Regions from separate parts of the Mus musculus genome. Here all the other regions are linked to region 1. A link is a contact called in public HiChIP or PLAC-seq and promoter capture Hi-C data. All regions are on one chromosome and are shown on one strand. Each heading gives the region's core, a stretch centred on a gene start, on an enhancer-like site or on the middle of the called end of the contact. The rest is flanking DNA. Distances are from core to core; before and after follow the strand shown.

Region 1 (3,282 bases), core at 573-3,072:
GAGACTGGTTCTGTGGGCAAAGGGTATATTTGCCAGGGACAGAGAGAGACCTGAGAGTCAGAGTTCTGAGGGCCTTAACACAAGGTGCTGCTGGCTGACTTGGGCCGTCTGTACTGTGATCAGCCCTAAACCACCTTAATCAGGAACAGAGGGCGCTGGAGACTTGAAGGGCATCAAGGGGGAATTAATGGATTCTAGAGAGTCTTAATTGCTAGGAAGTTGGGGAAAGTAGATCTTGTCATCTGTGTCTGCAAACCCAGGACTGCCTGCTCTGAGAATGCGCTTCATTCCAGTTCTGTCTGCCTCAACCGCTGTTTGCCCTTATTAGGTAGGTTTGTGACACAGGAGCACTGGAAGCATTAGGTGTGAGGCTGGGAAAGCAGCAGCAGTGTTAACTCCATTCCCAGAAGTCTCACTGAACATTAATACATCCTCTAATCCCAGCACTCTAGAGGCAGAGGCAGGCCGATTTCTGAGCCAGCCTGGTCTAGAGTGATTTCCAGGACTGCCAGGGCTACACAGAGAAACCCTGTCTCGAAAAACCAAGCCAAACCAAACCAAAAACCATTAATATACTTTAGAGAGATTCATGAAGTCTCTCCAAACATACCTGTTCATGCCCACCTGTCCTTGGAAAGTGAGGAACTTTTTAATACTATATTTTATGTGTACGTGTTTGCCTGCCTGAGTCATGAGTTCAGGGGACAGCAGATGCCAGACGAGAGTATTGAATATCCTGGAATTATAATTACAAGCAACTGTAAGGTACCATGTGGGTGCTGGGAACCAAACTAAGGTCCATGCTTAGAGCTGTAAGTGCTTAGAGCTCTTAAGTGCTGAGCCCTCCTCTCCAGTCTTGATTTTTACACTTGTAAATGGTGGAGGAGATGAGCTGTTATGAAATTCGAATTACGAGACTGGGTTATATGCTGAATATTTGGAAGTGATGATTTTATAGCCCACAAAACCTGAACTAGTTCAGTCTGTACTTTCAAAGTATTTGCCCTGACCTAACATAAATCCGGAGTGGTGGTTAGACATGTCGTGTGAAAGGTTGTATAATACATGGTTAAATAACCCATGGGTAAAGTAAAACTGTAATCCCTGGACTCTAGGGAGGATGTAGGCAGAAGAACTGCCGAAGTTCGATGCCAGTGTGGGCCAAAAAGTGGCACCCTGTGCCACTTTCAAAACAATTTATGTATTTAGGAATTTTAGTAACTGTCCTAGGAGCAATTTTGTGAGTCGCATGCCCCCTAGTGGATTGTTGTAGGATTTACAAAATTTTTTAAGTAGATCGGGGTTTGGTGGCTTGGGAGGTAGAAACTGGTAGATCCCGAGTTCGAGGCCATCCTAGTCTGCAGCTCGAGTTCCTGCACCAAGCAGAGAAACCCTATCTCGAAAATCCAGAATAAACACATGTATGTATGAATGTACGTACTGAATCAACCAAGGGTTCCCTTGGCCCATATTGTTCCACTGTCAAGAGACGGAGGTTGCTTACATCCGTGCAGTGGCTGTAGGGTACAGTTAGATGCCGGTCAAGTACGAGATTCGACTGGGGAGTGTCGCCCTTGTCGGTTTCCCTGTGACGCTTCACGTCTGTGTCTCAGGAGGTTTCTTTTCACCTCTTCCCCCGCCCCTCCACCCCGCCACCCCAAACCCAAGGATTCCTAGGCTGGCTAAATTAAGAGGGCGGGGAAAGGAGGATTAGCAAACGAGGAGTAGCATCAATAGCCAATCAGGACTCGGCGCTGTGCCCAACCAATAAGAGCGGTCGCTTGAGGTTTAGCCAATCGGGCTCGGCAAGGAGGCCTGAGTCAGAGTTTGCGCCAGTCGCCCTGTGGTGACAGCCGTTGTGCGACGTCTTGGGGAAGCCATGGGGCGGCAATGGGGACCCTCTATGAGAGTGGCGGAGCAGGCGGGCTGCGTGGTGAGCGCCTCGCGGGCCGGACAGCCTGACGCGGGCTCGTGGAGCTGCAGCGGGGTGATTCTGAGCCGTAACCCAGGCCTAGTGCTGTGCCACGGAGGCATCTTTACCCCCTTCCTGCGGACGGGCAGCGCGGCGCTGACCCAGACGGGCACCGCCTTCCTGCCGGGCGACAGTTGCAGCGATGACCTACGTCTCCACGTGCAGTGGGGACCCACGGCTGCCAGCCCTGCCGGTCGCGCGGATCAGGAACTCCCGGGGCTGTGCACGCCTCAGTGCGCAAGCCTGGGCCTCGAACCCGGCGCCCCGAGCCGGGCCCGCGCGCGGCCTCTGCAGCCCCCGCGACCAGCGCAGCTGCTGTTGCTGCTCAGCTGCCCGGCCTTCCGCTCGCATTTCGCTCGGCTCTTCGGGGCCGATGCGGTCGATCAATGGCACTTCGTAAGCTCGGCGCCCGACGATGCGGTTTCGGAGGAGGAAGAGGAGGACCAGCTGCGCGCGCTCGGCTGGTTCGCCCTGCTGCGGGTGCAGCGGGGCGCGGCGGCGGAGGAGAGGCGCGGACCGGTGGTGACCGTGGCACCGCTCGGGGCCGTGGTCAAGGGCGCACCGCTGTTGGCTTGTGGCTCTCCGTTCGGTGCCTTCTGCCCGGACATCTTCCTCAACACGCTGAGCCGCGGCGTGCTCAGCAACGCGGCCGGGCCGCTGCTGCTCACCGACGCGCGCTGCCTGCCGGGCACGGAAGGCGGCGGAGTGTTCGCCGCTCGACCTGCGGGTGCGCTGGTGGCTCTGGTGGCCGCGCCGCTCTGCTGGAAGGCCCGCGAGTGGGTGGGCCTCACGCTGCTGTGCGCCGCCGCCCCGCTGCTTCAGGTTGCCCGCTGGGCGCTCGCCCGTCTGCACCCCGGCTCCGCTTCCCTGTCTGTGCTGCTGCCGCCACCCGATGTGAGCACGCCACGGGGCCTGCCTCTGCGCGATCTCGGACCCCCGTGGGCGGCCGCGGCGGTGCTGGTGGAGTGTGGTACCGTGTGGGGCTCCGGAGTGGTCGTGGCGCCTCGCCTGGTGGTCACCTGTCGCCATGTGGCACCCCGGGAAGCAGCCAGGGTGTTGGTACACTCCGCTACACCCAAGTAAGACTCAGGACTGCCCGCCCTCACCAGGCCCCCAGTGTTAGAGACCTCAGTTCATATTTGACAACCAGGACTCCAGTGAGGGGATCTGGGCCTCTTGATAGGGCCCAGCGAAGCTTGAGCAAACTGCCAGGCACAAGCGACTCTTAGCGCGGGGACCCGTGGGACTATGGGCAGCAGCAGGTAGGACTGGGTGACTTTGAGCCCTTTAGCTAGCATGAAACTCTTTGG
Region 2 (3,282 bases), core at 251-2,750, 960 kb after region 1:
TCTACCCTAGAAGCCTACAGTAGTAAAATTCAAAGGGGCAAAGAGCTTTGGCTTGGGAAGATGAAAAGGTTCTAGAGATCACGGTGGTCGTGACAGCACAATTCTATTATAATGACATCAAGTCACACGCTTAAAATGGTATAAAAAAAATAAACCTTGAGCCATGGTCGAATTTAAACCCCAGCACTGAAAAATGGAACTCTCAAATGTAAATTCCAAATTTAGTACGTTCTACAAAAACAGAAAAACGAGAGTTGGGAATAGAGCTCAACGCTGGGCATTTGTCGGGCATAGTGGTGGCCTCACTTCAATGCCCACTGGGAAGGTGACATAAAAGGGTGGCTAGAATTTAAAATTTACCTTCGTGGTAGGTCCTAGGGGGTGTTTCCTCATCTCTAGCACTCTACAGAGTAAATATTTTATCAAGTGTCATCTTTCCCACAGTCATTTTCATCCTCATTCAGCTTTCTTTCTCCAGGTCAAATGTCTCCAGTAAAAATTTTACCTCTGCATTTTTTCTTAACACCATAAGATCCTCTATTTTTCGGGTTCTTTCTTTCTTTCTTTCTTTCTTTCTTTCTTTCTTTCTTTCTTAATGTCTTGGACGGAGGTGGGGATAGAACCTCTACAGGCTCCTGGTGGGCAGGGACTATTCTGCATACTTAATTAGTTTTATCTCCTCGGTCCTCAGCTAAGAGTCTGGCACGATTAGCCTCAATAAAAACCACAGTGGATTGAAAATACTGACAGTAAGGGCTATTCGTAATACAACCCCCACGAACTCCATCACAGCCAACCCCTGGCAAGCCTGGCTTTGACACTGTTCCTTAAGCCTCTATTACCCAATCATGGAGGATTGTAACCCCCTAGGATAGCTTTTCCCGAGACTGCTGCAGACACGACACCGCGACCGGGAGGCAACACATAGGCAAAGCCATCATCATCTCTGTCTCAACTCTTCGAAGGCCCCGGAAAACCAAATGAAGGGACTCGCCGCCTAAGAAAGGGAACACGAGCAGATTCCACGGCGATGGGAGCTCAAGTCTGCCCATCTCTCGGGAGAGATCCGGGCGCAGAGGCCGACGTGGGGCTGAAGTACCACGGAAGCCGGGCCGTTCTCCTCCAGGTCCGGGAGTGCGGCGATGGGGAATGGTCCCTGGGACCTCGGAGGGCTGAGCTCGGCGAAGGGGAAGCTGTCCCTCGGAAACTCGCCCCCGGTCCTGACAGGTCTTTCCCCTTCCTAGACAGCTCCCCTCCCCGCCCAGGCCAGCGCAGCCCGAGGGAGGCGCGGCCCAGCCGCAGCACACCTTTTGCCGCTCCTTCCTCTGGCTCTCGGACTCTTCCAAGGGTGCCTCGAGCTCCATTATGTCTCCCCAGAGGAGTTTCCCGGGCATTACTGGCCGTCGCAACCTCCCGCCCGGCTGCGGTGGCCGCGACCACCTACGGCCACCGAGAGCGTGAAAGGAAGCGGGGGCTGGGCGGCCCCGCCGGCCAGGACCGTGCGTCACTTCCGGGCCACGCACCTCGCGGCGGGAGCAAAGCAAGCCGGAACTCTACAGGAGGAAACTCTCCCAGAGAGTCGCAGCCTCCCTCGGCCAATGAAAACCTGAGTGGCCCCGATGGGCCCGCCCACGGTCTGAAGTGACAGGCTTCTCCAGAGCACGGGCCAATCTCCAGGAAGGACGCTCGCCTCCCCTGGCGCGGCACGCAGAATTCCAAGTGTTCCCCTCCCCCCGCTCGGAACGCCTCCCTTCCCAGCATGCCCTGCAACGCTCGCGCAGCCCCCTCGCAGGCGGCGGGGAGCGAGGGGCTGACGCGCGACGCAGCGGCTCGTGGGCAAGCACGAGCTGAGGCCGGCGGGAGCGCCACGCGCCGTACAGCCATTCGCCGCCGGAAACTGCAGCCCTCCGCCCCGCCCCCGCCCCGCCCCGCCCCCCGCAGTGGGTGGAGCGTTAGCCTGTAACGGTACCTGGGCATTGACGTCGAGGCTTCCCGGGGTCAGCAGAATCTGCAGGGGTCTGAAGCCGAGGGGCCGCCTCAAGGATATTAGCTCCTTATGCAGGCGTTAAGTTATGGCTTCACTTTTAGTTCTCACGTATCCCAGAAGAAACCAAACCCACCCGAGAAGCGAATTTATTTGTCCAAACTCAGTAGCGCTTGTAAGACTTGAAAAGTGATCGGAATCCGCGATGGGCACAGCGCTCTCACAGCTGTAATTTCCCAGAGTTGCAAGGCGAATGCTCGCTCCTATGAAACAGAATAGGGAAAAATCTAAAGGATAAGAAAAGCAAGTCCAATGTGTCTGACAGATGACCTGCTTGTAATACGTACATTTAATCTTAAGGTTCAGGATTAACTGCCTCTGAGGTACAAATTTATATGAAAGATATCAGTGTCAGCGAATTGACTTCTTGGTCTTTATGTATATTCACAAAGATTGGGCTCGATCCCCTGTACCTCACAGACCAGGCAAGCCTACTACCAATTGAACAACAATCCCAGTCCTCAAACCTTGTTTATCATGTTCTCTTTATTCAGTCAATCAGCTATTACATTCCTGAGGGAAGATGACACCAAACCTAGATGTAGGTACAGGGCATTCTTGCAAACTACATAATGTCTAGTGTAGCAGTCTTGTAATCTGAGCCTCAAACACAGGCCTTAAAAAAATTACAGCTACACGTCCTGAGTTCTATGATTAGACTTAAATAACCGGGACCACAATATTTTAAATTTGTGATAGCTTCCAGAATTCTATGAAAATAAGGACTGGCTTAACATCAATGACTTTGTCTGAATGTAGTCTTATGGATTCAGTTTTATAACACCAGGTGTGTTCAAGGAATGATGGTGAAAAAGGCTTTTCCCACAAGTTGGATGAATAGTTATGGGTCTCTACATCTAAATCTTTACAAATCTAAATCTCAATAGCTTTTCTAAATTCTTTTTCCTCTTAGCTACACCCAGTTCTACAGCAATACACTATGCCCCTACAACGGAATATGCTATGCATAGGAACAGTTAATAAGGTGAAGAATGCCACACACATGGGTATAAAGGGAGCAGATGCTGTCTTGTGGCTGAAAATCACTCAAATGAAGTGCATTTTTACCTTCTTAGGATCCTATTTTTGGCATTTTTTTTCTCATACCAAACCTCACAGCAAACCTGAAAAGGACTAGATTCTATTAGTCATTCAAGTGACTGCTTCCCAAATTGTGACACCTTCGGCGCCAACAAATGTGGCCTTTCTAAGTCCTAATGGCCTGAACTAATTCTCTT
Region 3 (3,282 bases), core at 470-2,969, 910 kb after region 1:
ATCTGACTCCCTCTTCTGGTGTGTCTGAAGAGAGCTACAGTGTACTTACTATAATAATAAATAAAATCTTTAAAAAAAAAAAAAGATTAAAAAAAAAGAAAAACTGTCTGTGGGTGGAGGGTAGGGTGAGTGAGAGTGGGGAAAATAAGTGATAAAGGCACCCACCCAACATTGACCTCAAACTTCTGTAACCCCAGGGGCAAGCATACCCATCCATCCATACATACATACATACACACACACACAGTATCAGTGAGCAAGCACTGTCCAAAAGGTAACTATGAAGGAAGGAAAGAAAGAAAAGAAAGAGAGAGAGAGAGAGAGCGAGCAAGCAAACTTTGGGTGTCCTCATAACAGCAACAACAGGTTTCTTTTCCCTCCAAAATTTCTATATGGTAAAACACTCAAGAAATGTGTACTTCAATGTGGATTCTCGTAGACACTATATGAAACAAAACTACCAAAAAAATTCATATATCATTTGCGTCTGTGAAACTTTATTTGGACTTTATTTAAATGTGCAACTTTTCATATGGAAAATTTGTACCGATTATTAGCCACCTACTAGATAGACTCTAGTAGTGTTCCAGGCAGTAAAGACTAAATCATAATGGACTAAATTCTCAAATCATGGCCTAAGGTAGCGATTCTCAACTTTTCAAATAGTTCATATTGTAGTGACCCCCAACCAGAAAATTATCCCGTTGTTACTTTAATTTTTGCTACCGTTATGAATCATAATATAAACATCTGCAGATTATCTGTCAGGCTGAGAACCGCTGGGCTAAGGGCTAGAGCTACAGTGGGACAGCACCTGCCAACACGTGAGCTGCCCAAGGTTTGGTCCTGGTACCACAAAAACCATCTTAAAAATACTGTATCGTGGACAATCTCTCCGCCCCATGAACATGTTATCTACTACATATATGAAAAACAGTAAGTCGAGTTCGGAATATAAACGCGTAGCTAGGTCCCTCCCTCCTGACTTCAGCATCAGGCAGCTGAACACGCGGATGTGAACGCTGTGCGCCCAGTGATTTCCACCTAATTCAAATACTACTGCTGCTCCTTTAAAAGGCTCCTACCTTCAAAGTCAACAGAGACAGCAAAAAAAAAACTCAATTAAGTCGTACAACATAGGAGTTCCGGGATAATTTCCGAACCCTCCTACTTTGATAGATACTGTCACAAGTTTAATATTTTTATGCAAGGAATTAAGAAGAGACAAGGCGATTTAACAGTGCTCACACAGATCCTTCTATATAATAGGGTGATCACTTAGCCAACCACGTTTTCTGTTTTGGGTTTTCTTTTTTTTTTCTTTTCTTTTCTTTTTTAAAGAGGGAACTGTGTCTGTGTGTCACAGCAGATGCCGACCATGTGCGCAAGTTTCAGACTTTGCCGTCTTCGGCTCTGGTCCGCACTGTGACGCGATCGGCAATCCCTTCCGCACTCCCAAGCCTGACCAGCCGACACGGCGTGTCAGAGGGCCGGCCACGAGCTCCCGGCCCGGCCCAGTTCGGGGACACCCCCCTCCCCCCAGGCTCACCTTCTCGCTTGGCTTCGGCAGCGTCTCCATGCTCTCCTCGGCCCCGTCTGAGCCCAACTTGGCCCCACTGCGGAGTTTTCCCGGCATTATTCAGCAGCAGCTTCTCAGGCCTACCGGCTTCCTCAACCGCGTGCTAGGAGAGAGGGCGACAGAGAAAGCGGACCGCCCCTCAGCCGGGCCTATTCGTCACTTCCGCAGCGGAGTGCATCCGGCGGAAGTAGCGTGTACCGGCAAGGCTGCGGTTCGCGCGGCTTTGGGTGAGACCCGTGTGTGCGGCGTGGAGGTGCTCTGCGCGGTCTAACGACAGCGGGATCGCCACGGCTAGACTTGGAGAACGGCCTTGAATCTTACCCTGCTGCCTCCGCTTGCCGAGTCTGGGATTACCAGCTGGCAACATTTTCCCATGAAAAGCTGCGATGTGTACGCTACCTGTGGAAAACGGCTGGGTGGTGACAGATAAACCCAGGTGCTTTGGTGAGCACCGGAATTCAGGGACCGGCGAGATACCACAGTTCTGGTGACCTGAATTTGTGATCCCTGGAAAACAGAACCAGCTGTGCAGTTTTATCGTGCACGCGCTCAGTGGCACCCAGGACACGCATATGCGTGCTGCACAATATGAACAATTTAAAAGAACCAGAATAGGCAGGGCATATGGGGTGCACGCCGCTAATCTCAGCACCCAGGAGCCAGAGGTAGATGGATCTCTATCGAGTCCAGCGTGGTGCACATAGTTCAAGGCTAGCCCGACACATGATGAGATTGTCTCAACAGCTCTCTCCCCGACCCCAAGTAACAACAAAAAATACCCACAATTCACAAGTCTGGCCCTTTATTCATGTGTGCACTTTATAAACTTCCGGGTATTCTTGTATGACGGACAGGGTTCGTTTTTTTGTGTTTTGTTTTTCGAGACAGGGTTTCTCTGTGTAGCCCTGGCTATCCTGGAACTCACTTTGTAGATCAGGCTGGCCTCGAACTCAGAAATCCGCCTGCCTCTGCTTCCAGAGTGGACAGACAGGATTCTAATAACATCCAAGCCCTGCTTGTCCTCAAGCACTACAGACCAAAGTTTCTCAAGGGGGTCGACACTCCGTTGGGGTTCAACGACCCTTTTACCAGTGGTCATATATCAAATATTTACATTAAGATTCAATAGCAAAATTACAGTTTTGAAGTAGCAATTTTTTTTTTCAGAGCTGAGGACTGAACCCAGAGCCTTGCGCTTGCTAGGCAAACGCTCTACAGCTGAGCTAAATCCTCAACAACTAAAATTAATTCATTTTATGGTTGGGGATCACCACAACGTAAGAGGCATTAAAGGGCTACAGCATTAGGAAGACTGAGAACCACTGTTATAGACTAATGTAAGAGATGGACAGTTATCACTGGGTTTGAGGGCACACTCAGCCCCTTGACAGGGCCTTGAGACTAGGAATGGATTCCCAAAGATGCCTAAGTTGGAGAGTTTACTACTACCATTGGATAAGGGAAAGAGGCCAATTGAATGATCAGTGACAATGCTCGTTTTGAGTCAGGCTTTCACTGTACACCCGTGACTGCCCTTGAACTCAGAGATCTGCCTATGCTGGGATTAAATATTTGCACGACCACACTGGTAATACGTTTTAGAACTTCTTCTGAAGAACCAGTGATTCGGGGACTTGGGAGACAGTTTATCACAGTAGTTTGAAAAATGAAAGTGAAACCGATTCTCTTCTTTATGTGAGTTC
Region 4 (3,282 bases), core at 451-2,950, 790 kb after region 1:
TCAGTAAGAAAAAAACTGAACAGAGCTCAGAGGAACCAAAGCTTCCACAATGTATTCACTTGAGCCCACACACAATGAAACAGCAAATTCTCATACATACATGTGTGCCCATACAAAGGCTTTAAAGCTTTACAATTTCGTTTGACAAATACCTTAAAAATAAAAAAAAAAATTGCTCTTAAACTTAACTAGAAGGGCCGGGCGTGGTGGCGCACGCCTTTAATCCCAGCACTCGGGAGGCAGAGGCAGGCGTATTTCTGAGTTCGAGGCCAGCCTGGTCTACAAAGTGAGCTCCAGGACAGCCAGGGCTATACAGAGAAACCCTGTCTCGAAAAACCAAAAAAAAAAAAAAAAAAAAAAAAACTTAACTAGAAGGACTAATTCAACTAAGTAACCAAGAAGAGAGCAATTTAAGCTTTCTTTTCAAATTATAAACAGTGAAAGGAGGACTCCCTAACAGCCTACTAATTCCTTCTTAGTTATTTACAGCAGTTGTAATTTCCACCTTAAACTAATTTATCTAAACAAATGCTTAACTCTCCAGAGTCTGTAAGCTGCAAGGAAGCAAGCAGTTTGCCTTGTTTATCTGTCCCTGGACTCACCCAAAATACTGTTTAAGAAAACGCTCCCTGAATGAACTTCTCCCCCACCCCCCAAACCCTAGAGAAAGCAAATAATTTCTGACTCAAAGTTATTTAATCAAAGCAACGTTTTAAAAATAGACCTGGCTGGCTGGCTTGAGACGAGAAGTTTCAAGCAGTTTATTAAAAGTGGCGAGCTTGGGAAGAGCGGGTAGTATAAGGGGAGCGCACAGTGGGCTCTCATGGAGTATATGCTAAATAACACGAGCCAAAGGAGCTCTAATCTATAGACCGCGGGCGCGTAGTTAAACACTAGCGCGCCCAACGGTGCTTTCCATTAAGTGTGGTTAAGTGCTCTGATTTTCATCCCTGCCTGGGCTCCCAAGACACTGCAACATCCCAAAGTGCTAAGTTATAGAAATCGCTTAGGGAAGGAAGTGAAACCAAGTGCTTAAATCGGCGTCTGGAGATATAAATGAGGGGTCTCGGCTCCGACACCCTCTTGTCTCCCCTCCCTTCCCCTCCTATTCTACAAGTGCCAAAAGCCTCCACCCGAATCAAGAAATCGCAGAATGTCTCCACAACCAGCTTAAAGAAAATAAGCGGACTCTATCGAGCTCGGGACGAGGAAGGTGAGCAGGTCTCGCCAGAGTCCGGAACTGGGAGAGAGGGCACTGACTGTCCTCGGCTACCTTGGAAGGCGAGGCTGCCGAGCTCCGGCTGGGCGGGCTGCGGGTGCCCAGCCAGGGTCCCCACAGCCGGTCGAGGAAGGCGGGCAGAGGCTCCGACATGGCCGGGACAGTGCCGCCGGCCGCAGGTGCTCAGGCCTGGCCGGGAGCGGGCAGCCGTCAGGCCTCACCGCTCCGCGCCCCTTCCCTGCAGGCTCGGCGCCGCGCCCGCCGTTGGGAGTCCCGCCGCGCGCCCCACGGCCCCGCGGGAGACGACCTCGCAGGCAGGCCGCCGCGCACTCACCATTGTCACCGCCGCCGGGTCGCCCACTCCACTCGGCTTTCCCTCAGAAGAACTCCCAGCCTGGGTGCCTGCGCCCCGCCGCCCGTCACGTGACCGTAGGCCATCAGCCGCACGTGACCACTCCTTTTCCTCTTCTCCCTCCCCCCCCCACCCCGCCCCGCTAGAGGCCCCGCCCTGCTAGAGGCCCCGCCCTTCAGGAAGGCCGTTTCGAGGCGGGGCTCCTCCGCCCCGCCTTTCGGTTGAGGGCGTGGTCTGGGTGGGTGACGTCTGGTGGGAGGAGTCAAAGATCTGTCTTCTCAGTCCAGCAACCCTAGAGCTAGTTGTCACGTGACGAGCCGTGCGCTGTCAAACTCCTCCCTCCGGCACGCCCATTTCCTTTTCCCTAGGGAAACTTGGGGGACTCGAGGGTTTGTGCGGGAGGCGTGTCTTTGCGGGCTTGCTGCAGTTCCGACCTTTGCGCCTGATCTGTTTCCCGCCTCAGCCCCGAGAATTGTTGGCCTCCGAAGAGACGGTTAGGGAGAAAAGCTAATCTTTAAAGCACATCCTTTGCAGTCCACGGATAGCTCGTGACGCAGCCTTCCAAGCCGGAGAGGCAGTACTCTCAAATCGGTTCCGCCCTCCTTACCCCCCCTCCCCGGCAACAGCCCTTCCTAAAAGTTTCGCAAGCGTGCAAAACGCAGCTCTCCAACACTCTGATCCAGTCAGTCATTGTAGTGGAGGCCCAGAAAACCTGAGGATAGATGAAATACTACGAAGGCTTAGGAACTGAACCTTTCATTCAGATTTATGGGCGGAGGGGTGTCATCAGCCCTATCATAACGAAACTCAACTTGGGGAGTAGAGTGTCAAGTTGTAAGTCTAAAATATTTAAAGGTTAAAATGAGGCTTCGGTCTCCAATCGCGACAGAATTCAAATACTGGAAATGAGTCTTTTGTTTGTAAGACAGGGGTTCTCATGTACTCATGTAGACTAGGCTAGCCTCAAGTGGAGAGTGAGCACCTCCAAAGTGCCTTCCCAATGCTGTAATTGCAGGAGTCACTGGTGGTTTTATGCATTGCTGCAGATGGAACACTGCACTTCCTTCATGCATGCAGGAGAAATCTGCCTAAAATGATATTATCTGAAAACAAATCTTAAAGATTGCTATGCCAGGGAGCTTTGGAACGAATGGATGTTTGTGTGTATATTTATTGTTGAGACAGGGTCTCACTAGGTGTCCCAGGCTCCTCTGGAATATGCTATGTAGCCCAGGCTGTCAAGAAACACATCTGTCCTCCTTCAGCCTTCCCAATATTGGAGATTACCTGTCATATTTACAGACGGGTAAAATAGTATGGGGACAGAGAAGGGAGTTTAGATCTCAAAATACTATTGATTAAAACCCTGTGATGCAGATGGCTTGGATGAAGGAGCATCACCCACTCTATAAAGAAGGATAAGTCAGGTATAGAGGTTCATAGCTGTAATCCCAGCTCTCCGGAGACAGAAGAAGTAGAAGAATCGCCATGAATTAAAAGACCCCTGGAGATTACACAGTTAGTCCCCTGAATGACCTGGGCTACAGTGTGAGACCTTGTTACAAGGAAACAAAAGAGAGAAACAATTGCGCATAGTCTAAGATCTGAAAGGTTAACTGTGTTTGTTGGTTCTAGCACCATTTGCTCAAAATACTTTCCCCTGTAAACTGCTGTGGTGTGGTATGCTTGTCAAAAATCTATCGATTGGGGC
Region 5 (3,282 bases), core at 487-2,986, 750 kb after region 1:
ATGTGACAGTTCTATGAAGATGTTACTGGCAGAGATGCAGAGAGAACTCTGTGGTTAAGAACAGTGGCTGCTCTTCCATGGAAACCAAGCTTGATTCTCAGCATCCGAATGGTGGCTCACAGGCATCTCTAACTCCAATTCCAGAGCATCTAATACTCTCTGTCATGGGCACTGCACAAAAGTAGCTATGGACATACATGTAGGAAAAATACTCACACACATAAATTGATAAAAACTGTTCAAAATAACTCTCAAAAAATTGTCAGCCTTACCATCAAGTCCATAGTCAGCACTCAGCTTTTGAATTTCTTGCCTCTTATAAAACTTGTCTAAGATCTTCTTTACTTCATCTAAAAAAGAAATATAAGTTTTTTTAAAGATTTATTTATTTATTTATTTTATGCATGAGTACACCACCATTGGTCTCTTTAGATACACCAGACCCCATTACAGATGGTTGTGAGCCACCATGTGGTTGCTGGGAATTGAATTCAGGACCTGAAGAGTAGTGAGTGCTCTTGTAAGCCATCTCTCCAGACCCTATAAAAGATTTTTTTTTAACAATTGTTTACCAATTTAGACAAATCTACAACAAAAGGAATTTGAAGTCATAATACTAAAGGCCGGGGCCTCAGGAATGCTTTGAGAGTGTGAAGCTTTGGGCTACTGTGCAATGGAGTAAGAAAAATGACAAGAGTACAGCAATGCACCATCCCTGACAGACCACAGACACACAAGGAGAGAGCCAGTCCCCCTCCCCCCACCCCCACAGAGTCACCATCAAACCTCCCCTTGTGCCCAAAGCTCTTCTTGAGTAACCAAGAAAAGGCAAGTCCTGCTATGAGAGGCAGATGTAATTCACTACTAAGAGCAGTGTTAGCAACGGTAGCCTGTGCAGTAATTAATGACAATCCCCAGTCTGAGAACAGCTCGAGCTTATCTTGAGGAGGGAAAAAGTAGAGGGAAAGGAAGGGGAAGAGGAGGAGTACTACCTTGTTAGTTGATTTCACAGTACTGGGAAATGACCCCACGGCACTGCGTGCTTGGCAAGGCATATATCCCAGGGTTATATCTTCAAGCACATTAAAAAAGAACACTCTGCTGCCTGGAGGTGCAGGTAGCCCAGGCCTTTGATCCAGGGACTCGGCAGGCAGACACAGGCCTATCTCTGTGAGTCTGAGGCCAGCCTGGTCTACAGAGCACATTCCAGGACAGCCAAAGCCACACAGAGAAACCTTGTTTAATTTTTTTATTTTGAAATAGGACCTCTCTTAAGTTTTCCAAGCCTGTTTTGAACTCATTCTGTAGCCCAGGCTGGTATTGAACTTGCCATCCTCTGCCTCTGACTCCCAACATGAAGCCTATATTTTAAAGTCACAATAGGAAGCATCAATATTGCTTGTTGAAGAGCCAGGAAGACAGCTTGTGCCTAAAAGAAATGTGGTTTTCTTTCAGTCTCTAAGAATGTCATTTGGTGAAAAGAAACCTTTCACCCTCCCATTGTCAAGCTCACCCAAATGCAGGTAGGACAAAACTCACTTCAACCCAGTGATGCTAAAGGTTTTTTTTTTATTCATCTCTGGAACCTGGGACGATACTACTTTTTGGCAAAGACAGTTTTATCAACTTTTATCTTGTATTTAAATTCAGGTCTGTCTCGTGGGAGAGTAAATTTATTGAGAAATCCGGATCTGAGACCCGTTGTCTTGGCAACCAGATGGAATTTTAACATCGTTAGACATCCACATCAGGTCAATGGCAAGTCCTCACTGTTTAATCCCTCCATGAGGACTCTAGGAGCACAAGCGGCGCACCACTTAGGGACAAAACTCTTAACCTCCTCGACCGAAGAGAACGGTCAATGTCAACTACAGAAGAGACTAAATATGACTTAGGCTCGGGTGCTAAGGGCTCCAAAAAGGAACAGACATTGCACTATGTAGGCCCAGGCTGCAGACCCTGCCGCTCTGCCGGGAGGCTCCAGCACTCACTCTTGTCTAGAGGCCGAGTGAGCTCCGCGCCCACGTCGCCATCGGCGCTGGGACCCTGAGGCTTCACCGTCAGCGGCACGAACAAGGACGTGTTCGGGGCTTTGGAGCCACCAGAGGCAGAGGAGGAGGCGGCCAAGCAGGGAACGCGTCCTGAAGCCCCCGGGAACGACCCCACGAGAGCGCGAAGGGCGGAGCAAGGGGCCGCCCGGGGCCCAGCCCCGCGCCCCGCCGGGAGCCGAGCCCACAGCAAGGTACACCGAGGCAAGGACATTGAGGCCGCGGCTCGAATGGAGCCGGGGAAAATCCGGACCACTGGCGCCGCTCGGTGACGTAGCTCCGGCGCCCGCGGAGCGAAAGGACCCAGAGAGACACAGGGCTGCCCCCGCGTGCGCCTGAAGGAAAAGGAGATGGAAGGGTTGGGAGCGCGCCTCTTCGTGGGAGCACGACCTCTGTACGTTACAGTGGCAGAAACGAGCTCCCATCCTCTCACTCTTTCTGCGGCAATTGGCAGCGTCTTTCTCGAAAGAAGGGAAAGTAATCAGGCATCTTAAGGGATGTTACAGATGCGCGGAAGGGAACCGTACAAGCGTCGTCATGTGACCAAACTGTCTATCCTGCATCATGTGGCTTCAAACGCTAAAGTGCATTTCCAAGAAGATTGGTGCATTAATATCCGTAGTTTCCTGATAGGATAACGTTAGAGGACGTAGCTTGATCTGCTACAGATCAAGACGGGTTGCAGAGAAATCCGGTTGTACGATAACTGGCGCTTACGTGACACGTGTGTCAATACACGTGCTTCTCTCCTTGGTGCTAGGGCTCCATGTAGGGGCCATGAGCAAGCTAGGCATGTGCTCCACCATGAGCTGCAGAATTCAGTTAACGTGAGCAGTTTGTACTCCTCGCATCTCGAAAGTTATAACCACAAAGTATGCTCTGTGTACCTGGTTAAAGTTTGATCTTACTCCTATCTACTACAGCACTCGGTCCCACCCGAGTTGTAAGGAAAGAGGTGCCTCTGTTCGTTCCGTCTGGGCGTGACCATTCAGTTCTTGGCCGGCCAAACACTAGGAGGGAAGCCATGTGTGGCGACGTTCCCTCAGTCCTCTGCCGAGAGGTCCCCAACACCATCTAGTTTCTGAGTTCAGGAGCCGTTCGGTTTTTAGAAAATTGGACCCAGTAACAACTTCGTTCGTTCGGTGTCTGGTGGTCCTCATTCCAACCCGCGCCATCGGTCAATCCTCTGTCTCTATCCCTTCTTGACAAGTTTTCTGATTTCAGAAAATGAGTT
Region 6 (3,282 bases), core at 227-2,726, 610 kb before region 1:
GTGTACATGCAGATAGAGCACTCATTATACATAAATAAATCTTTAAAAAAAAAAAAGAAAGAAAAGAATCAACTAATGGTACATAGAACATGAATGGACTTCAAAGGTAAGTATAAACTAAATGGTTTCAATGCATGGGGCCATGGGGATGTCTAGAAAATGCAACCTGCTTGCCAGCAATTGAAGAGCATTGGCTTAGGGGGAGCCCTGGAAGAGAGAGGCTATCTGGTGGCACAGGGAGAGGTGTTCCTAATCCTGCTGATGGATTCCTAAGAGAAGCACATGTCCCTCCATGTCACTGAAGTTATTAGGGTCAGAGCCTGGACCCTGGCAGTCCTAACAAGCAGGGCTCACCCACTACTCTCTATATGCCAACGAAAGAGACAAGTCACAGCAGAGGTGCTGTGGAGAGGGCTCAGAGCGCTTACTGCTCTCGCAGAGAATCTGAATTTGGCTCCAGTACCCATATGAGGCAGCTCACAACAACACCTAAGTGCAATTCCAGGGGATGCAATGTTCCCTTTTGGCCTCCATGGCATCTACATGCATACAGCACACAGTACACATAAATCCATGCACCCACACAAATGCGCACGCGCACACACACACACACACACACACACACACACACACACAAATAAATCTTAAAAATTAAAACAGTGATTAAAACAGCAAGCAAGGTGATTTACTCAATACAGCTTTACTGGGAAGAGAAATGAAGGGGTCCATGAGCCTCCAAGTCTGTCCACTGGGACCTAATCTACGGCTCAAGGTTAAACAGCGGGCAAGAGGAATACCTTACTAAACAAGGTGGCCTGGCAAATTGCCAGAATGGTGTGAAATCTTTCCAGTAGACAAGTTTCTTCTCTGGCTGGCACCAGACCTTAGTTTTTCCTTTTCATACCATGCCTTTCCTGGAAGAAATTCTGATTTCTTGGGTTCCATTGTTTCAATAGCCTGATAGCCCAAAGGAGGGATACGTTGAGTCCCTTTAGAATATCTTCTATTGGGCTGGAGAGATGGCTCAGTGGTTAAGAGCACTGGCTGCTCTTCCAGTGGTCTTGAGTTCAATTCCCAGTAACTACATGGTGGTTCACAACCATCTGTAATAGGATCTGATGCCCTCTTTTGGTGTGTCTGAAGACAGCTACAGTGTACTTATATATAATAAATAAATCTTTTTTAAAAAAGTCTTCTGTTCTGTTAAGATGGTTAAAACTGTGCACTTTATATATGTGCAGTCCAGTGTATGTGACATTTATCTGGGTGGCTTTTGTTGTCGTTGTTACTGTAACAATAGGTCAGGCAGTCTGGTGCCCAGAGTCCTCTGGCAGAGAGGGAGCAGAGGTACTGAGATGTCAAAGCTTTTGCCCTGGAGCCCATCACGCAGCCATGCTCACAGAGCACAGGGCATGGAAAGCATTGCAAGGGCGTGGAGCAAGGAGGACCCATGTTAATTATTACCCGCGGCCACCGGATCTCTGCCCCGCCCCCGCGGTGGCCTGCTGCTTGCCCGCTGCTCTCTCCCTCGCTGCCGCCACCTGCTTCCCGCACTGGACATGGTAAGCGCAGGAAGTCTGGTGGACCCTGAGAGGAGACCAGGAAGTGGGGGGCGGGGGGTGGTGTGGAGAGACGACTAGGGCTCCGATGCTGGGGGCGCGGGCCACGCTGAGCCTCCTGCAGCGCCATCCAGCCGGGCTAGAGTCGCCTGGCCTCCCTTGGGGGCGGTGGCGGTGGGCCTGGAAACCTAGCCTGTCCCAACTCCCAGGCCTAGTCTGCTGGCGGGGTGTGGCAGCAAGGCAAGTCTCCGTGGCGCTGCCTGGCCCTACAGGCTTGCCAGATTGGGGTGGGGGTGGGGGTGGTGTTCAGTTCTCTCTGCACCCAGTGCTGTCCCTGGCCTTAAGCCCCGCCCTAACACCTAGATAGGGTGCTGTGTCCCACCTTGGCGTGGTGGTGGGTCAGGATCTTAGGTAGGTCCCTAGGAAAGGAGCCCCTAGACCTCCCTGCAACCCTTACCAAATAGCGTGGTTCGGGTTCTCTGTACTCGATCAGGGATAGGAGGGTGTTTTGGCAGCTGAGGCCTGGGAAGAGTCATTGGGCCCAAAGACACCACAGGCTTGGATAATCAGTAATCGCTCAGCCCACACTAACAAGCTGACAGAGCTTCCCTAAGCAAATAAGGCCCTTACCCCTCTGACCTGAGTTCAGAGCATTGTCAGCCTGAAAGTTGGTTCTGGAAAATTCTAAAGAGTGGAGCCCTGTTGATACCTGGCTGCCTGGTTACAAGTGTCCCGCTTATCACCCACTGAAGGGTCAATGCTGGAAGTCCCCCACCCCCTTCATTAACCACAGAGCAGATCTCTGCACTGAGCTGGAGCCCCTTGTTTCTGAGAGCACACACACACTGGTGTTGGTTCTGTAGGCCCCACTGCTGGCCTGAGAACTGTCACAGATGTTCTTGTTCTAGGAAGTGTTGGTTTTTTGTTTTTTTTTTTTTTTTTAATGAAGCTGACTTTCACTTGATAACCTTGCTACTGAAGTATTTCCACTGGCATCTCTTGGTCTAAGGAGTGGGTCTCATCCCTTCACTCATGAAGCCAAAGGGCCATTTCGATACCCACCCCAGGGTATGGAAACGATGGGTGGCTTGCAGGACACAGTTCACCTTCCTCCTGCTCCCCAAGCCAAATTTGAGTCCTTGTCAGTTGAACACTGTATCCCTGGGTGATTCTCTTTCACAATCCTAGCTTGTTAGACTCAGGGCCCCACGTTCCTCTAGAGGACAGAACAGACACTAACTTCTGTTTTCCAGGGGTCCACTCAGGACCTGACCTGGTATGTGCTGGGGGATCACACCGTGGGCACTTTGTATAACAGGGTAATGAGCATGCCAGGTGCCCTTGACAGACTACTTCCATTTTGAGTCTGGGCCCTGTGGTCCTAGGTTCCTAAGACAGCCACCCTGAGAGCCTCACCCTGACAGCTGTGGACTATACAGGGGCGAGGAGGAGGTGGCAGAGACTCATCTGGGAATGGGTTTGAATGGGTTTCTGCATCCCACCCCAGGGCTATAGCTCTAAGAGACCACACCTTGAGTCAGTTCATTCCTGACTGAGGATGACTGGCCGGAAGAGCAGAGCACTCACATCCCCTTTGTCTAGGCCTGTTTCTCCTCTAGAACACCTGAACATTGCAGAATGGGTGTGGGGATGGAGCATAGAGAGGGAATGCAGAAAAATGGGGATGCCAGGAAGAACATGTAATGTGTTCGAATTGGGCTGA
Region 7 (3,282 bases), core at 262-2,761, 540 kb after region 1:
GACCCTGTGGGGGGAAATGTCCCTGGGGACCTTTTAGCTTATACCATTCACAGGCAAAGATTCTTGCCCATAATAACATTAATGGTGCCAGACATGGTGTCTTACAACTGTAACTCCAATACTTGGAAGGCTAAGGCAGGAGGATTACTGAGTTCAAGATTAGCCTGGACTATTTAGTGAGTTCTAAATCAACCAGAAATGCATAAGATGCTGTCTCAAAACAAATAAGCAAACACACACACACACATATACACCACCACCAGCTAGACTAAGCTATAGTAAGACCCTGTCACAACAATAACTACAACAATAATAATAGGTGCCTTTAATGCCAGCACTTGGGTGACAGAGGCAGTTACATACAGAGGCCCTGTCTCTAAAAAAAACCCAAAAAACAATAGCAATAACAATAAATACTAATAATTATTATTTATTGTTAATGTTTTTATAATTATAATATAATAATTATATTATTACTATCTCCCCCCTTTTTTTTAGCTCTCTGTGGCCTCATCTTGGCCTGCGTTATTTTACTTCCACAACCATCCAAGTGTTTAATAACTACTGTCTCCAACTACAGATGAGAAAACTATGGTCAGAGAAATGAAGGAACTTTCCAGACCATTCAGCTAGGAAGTGGCGGGTAGTATTCAAAGCCTGGTTGTGCGCAACCAATGCCATCCTGATCCTCTATGGGCAATGCCAGACCTCATGAAAATAGCAACACCATCCAGGAGCCGCCGGGTTGTCAAGTGGAATGCCGCACTCCAACAAGAAAGCATTTCCTTCCAACAAGGAAGAAAGCAAGATGCCCAAGAGAAACATCTTGGTCAGAGGAAAGGCACAGGCAAGTAGCAACAGGGGCCAGACTTGGAATCCAGGTGGCCACAAGCACAAAAGCTGCCCACCTTTGGCCAGGCTGTGGAGAGTCACACCCTGAAGGCGTGGTGGGCGCAGTCAACAACGTACCCGCGCCCTACACAGCAGCCAGAGGATGCACAGCAGACTCGGCTGGCGAGCCGGACCCCATTAGGTAGGAGCTCAGCAGCATAGGTGAACAAAGTGGCGTCCTGTGGGCAACAGGGCTCGAACGCTGAGGACTGACTGGGCTGCTGGAACCGAGCAGAGCTGGGGCCGCCAAGGTATCCCGGTTCCCAGGGAAGTGGTGCGAGAAGCCCTCCCGCACTCCCGGCGGCCTCTCTGAGTGGCTGAAGCTGAACCCAAGCCTGGGTCGAGTGTTAGGGGGCCATCGAAGGAGTGTGGACCGTCCCATACCCCACCCCGACCCCGGCTCCACGGGCTCCATCACTCACCCAGAACACGGTGGAGTAGATGATGAGAGAGAACTTGAGCCAAAGATAGGAGAAGCGCGCGCAGTAGCGCACCTGCTCCGAGTCCCCGCGAGGCATCTTGGCTCCCGCGCGGGGCTGCGGGGCTGCCTCGATCCGGCCACCGCTCCAGGCCCCACCTGCGGCTGTCCCGCGGCCTGGCCCGCCACCCGCGCTCTCTCCCTGGACTGACTCAGGCGCGCCGCAATCACCGCTCGGGCCAGGGAGCGGACAATGCGGGCAGCCAATGGACGCGAAGGGGCGTGTCGGGGGCGTGTCGCGCTGTCGGGGCGTTGTTTCTATTCTAGGGGCGTGGCTTAGGCTACAGTGGACCGGGTGAGAGAAGGGGGCGAGACTCAAAAAAGGAGCGCTCCTGTGCATAGATCCTGTCCTCGATTTGTATCTCAGCGTGGGAGCGTGTGGCCTGGAGAGGCGCAGGAGTAAGGGCGAGCGTGCCCAGTTCTGTATTAGAAAACAGGGTGCTCGCACTGTAGTTCAGTGATAGAGGACTGCCTAAGAGCCTGAGTTCCTAAGTACCGTCAAAAATAAGGCTGGCTTTCCACGGGTGTGATTGAATACTGCGAGAAAGGACAGCGACAGTGGAGACAGTTAGGAGGAGGCAGAGACAGGCGGATCTATGTGAGTAATCTGGTCTGCACTGTGAGTTCCAGGACATCCAGAGCTACTCAGTGAGATCCTGTCTCGAAAACAAACAAACAAACAAACAAGCAAAACAAAACAAAACAAAATACCAAGTGTGTTGTTGTTGCAGTTACATCCTAGCGCACACCTTTGATACCTTGCATTCAGGAGACAGAAGCAAGTGGATCCCTGAGTTTGAGGGCAGCCTGGTCTACATAGCAAGTTTCAGGCCAGCCAAGGCTGTGTGACACTCAGTCTGAATAAAACACAAAACAAAAACAGCAAGTGAGTGTGTAAGAGTGATGGTCACATCCTGGAAGGTCACCAGTCCAGGGTGTTCCATTGGAGCAGCAGACTTCCGGAGACAGATCTGCCCCAGGCTCGTCAACCAGCTGACCATGGAAATTCCCTTTTGCCCTCCAACTCTGCTCCCAAAAAAAAAAGTTCTTCTCCCAGAAAATCCTCTTCTAGGACCTTCTACAAACCTAGTCACTACTCACTCACTCAGCCAGGGTCTGACCTCCCTCCAGCCTTCCCTTGGTGGGCTGGGCCACAGGTAGCTATGAATCGTTTTTCCTTGGTAAATGTTCCCAGCTGTCTTCTGTTGTTTTCCTGTCTCCGGCCTAGCCTGACTCTGTGCAGAGCCTGAGAACCAGACAGTCTGTGTTTGTGACAATCGGTAATTAAATGCATAGCTGCTAGTCAAAAGCTCTGAAAGTTCTGGTGGTGAATCTGGAAATGGCACCTGTAGACAAGTTCCCTGGGCTGAGAGGGGGGGAGTGTTCAGGAGGTGGGCAGGTCAGGTGCTAATCCTGGTATTTCTACTTAGAGAGAGAGAGAGAGAGAGAGAGAGAGAGAGAGAGAGAGACTGTCTGAATGTCATTGAGTCTGTGGGTGCTCTTGCATCCAAAGGAGATGTTGGATTTCTTGAAGCTGAAGTTATAGGTAGTGAGTGGTACGCCAACAGACGTGGGTACTAGGAACCGTACGTAGGTCTTCTGCAAGAACAGGAAGCCCTCGTGAGCCTGAGCCATCTCTCAGGGACTGTACTTTTTGTTTTGTTTTTAGAAACATCTCATTATGAAGCACACACACATTAATTAAGCATAGACTGGATAAAGTATCCTAGAGTTTACAGAGGTGCTCCTTCACATAGAGGCAGCGCACAAGGCTAGATCCTTGGGGGGGGGGGGTGAGGGGCACACATCTGTTAGCTTCCTGAATCCTGTCTCTCGAATGTCCTTGAGCAGGCCTTTCCTGCAAGGACGGACAATTGAGTCTTAAGTGAAGTTACAGGAACCGGTTTTGTGGC

The links. Promoter capture Hi-C pulls out the DNA fragments that hold promoters and counts their contacts. HiChIP or PLAC-seq counts read pairs in DNA pulled down with a chosen protein or histone mark. Capture Hi-C pulls out chosen DNA fragments and counts their contacts.
Region 2: a contact with region 1 is called in a promoter capture Hi-C map of adipose tissue. The contact joins the promoter of Ddx50 here to the promoter of Tysnd1 in region 1. A contact is called at or near these places in 1 of 39 promoter capture datasets (erythroid cells), 1 of 115 datasets of contacts at active chromatin or transcription factors (pancreatic cancer cells) and 1 of 9 other capture datasets (adipose tissue).
Region 3: a contact with region 1 is called in a promoter capture Hi-C map of pre-B cells, with 2.7 times the contacts expected there. The contact joins the promoter of Ddx21 here to the promoter of Tysnd1 in region 1. A contact is called at or near these places in 3 of 39 promoter capture datasets (erythroid cells, liver and pre-B cells) and 1 of 115 datasets of contacts at active chromatin or transcription factors (bone marrow-derived macrophages).
Region 4: an H3K27ac HiChIP or PLAC-seq map of extraembryonic endoderm stem cells shows a contact between it and region 1, with 5 times the contacts expected there. The contact joins the promoter of Vps26a here to the promoter of Tysnd1 in region 1. A contact is called at or near these places in 4 of 39 promoter capture datasets (the C10 cell line, hippocampal neurons and liver), 1 of 484 Hi-C or Micro-C datasets (CD4 T cells) and 1 of 115 datasets of contacts at active chromatin or transcription factors (extraembryonic endoderm stem cells).
Region 5: a promoter capture Hi-C map of hippocampal neurons shows a contact between it and region 1, with 6 times the contacts expected there. The contact joins the promoter of 4930507D05Rik here to the promoter of Tysnd1 in region 1. A contact is called at or near these places in 6 of 39 promoter capture datasets (the C10 cell line, hippocampal neurons, liver and 2 more), 3 of 484 Hi-C or Micro-C datasets (B cells, CD4 T cells and embryonic stem cells), 3 of 115 datasets of contacts at active chromatin or transcription factors (embryonic stem cells, extraembryonic endoderm stem cells and memory CD8 T cells) and 2 of 9 other capture datasets (embryonic stem cells and liver).
Region 6: a contact with region 1 is called in a promoter capture Hi-C map of liver, with 2.9 times the contacts expected there. The contact joins the promoter of Pcbd1 here to the promoter of Tysnd1 in region 1. A contact is called at or near these places in 2 of 39 promoter capture datasets (both in liver) and 1 of 115 datasets of contacts at active chromatin or transcription factors (pancreatic cancer cells).
Region 7: an H3K4me3 HiChIP or PLAC-seq map of embryonic stem cells shows a contact between it and region 1, with 6 times the contacts expected there. The contact joins the promoter of Tspan15 here to the promoter of Tysnd1 in region 1. A contact is called at or near these places in 3 of 39 promoter capture datasets (hippocampal neurons, maxillary cranial neural crest and stem cell-derived epiblast-like cells), 4 of 115 datasets of contacts at active chromatin or transcription factors (embryonic stem cells, large pre-B cells and pancreatic cancer cells) and 1 of 9 other capture datasets (embryonic stem cells).

The regions. Positions count from the first base shown.
Region 1 is chr10:61,693,692-61,696,973 of GRCm38.p6, forward strand. It overlaps Tysnd1 (trypsin domain containing 1), which reads left to right and starts at 1,823. Exons shown (of 4, transcript NM_027912.1): 1 at 1,823-3,051. The coding sequence starts at 1,880.
Region 2 is chr10:62,649,718-62,652,999 of GRCm38.p6, forward strand. It overlaps Ddx50 (DExD box helicase 50), which reads right to left and starts at 1,501. Exons shown (of 15, transcript NM_053183.3): 1 at 1,308-1,501. The coding sequence starts at 1,394.
Region 3 is chr10:62,600,579-62,603,860 of GRCm38.p6, forward strand. Ddx21 (DExD box helicase 21) reads right to left here and starts at 1,720. Exons shown (of 15, transcript NM_019553.2): 1 at 1,550-1,720. The coding sequence starts at 1,636.
Region 4 is chr10:62,485,105-62,488,386 of GRCm38.p6, forward strand. Vps26a (VPS26 retromer complex component A) reads right to left here and starts at 1,701. Exons shown (of 9, transcript NM_133672.3): 1 at 1,554-1,701. The coding sequence starts at 1,556.
Region 5 is chr10:62,447,424-62,450,705 of GRCm38.p6, forward strand. It overlaps 4930507D05Rik (RIKEN cDNA 4930507D05 gene), which reads left to right and starts at 1,737. Exons shown (of 1, transcript NR_027926.1): 1 at 1,737-3,282. It overlaps Supv3l1 (suppressor of var1, 3-like 1 (S. cerevisiae)), which reads right to left and starts at 2,315. Exons shown (of 15, transcript NM_181423.3): 1 at 1,992-2,315; 2 at 273-350. The coding sequence starts at 2,262.
Region 6 is chr10:61,087,855-61,091,136 of GRCm38.p6, forward strand. It overlaps Pcbd1 (pterin 4 alpha carbinolamine dehydratase/dimerization cofactor of hepatocyte nuclear factor 1 alpha (TCF1) 1), which reads left to right and starts at 1,477. Exons shown (of 4, transcript NM_025273.4): 1 at 1,477-1,562. The coding sequence starts at 1,560.
Region 7 is chr10:62,229,707-62,232,988 of GRCm38.p6, forward strand. It overlaps Tspan15 (tetraspanin 15), which reads right to left and starts at 1,512. Exons shown (of 8, transcript NM_197996.2): 1 at 1,314-1,512. The coding sequence starts at 1,409.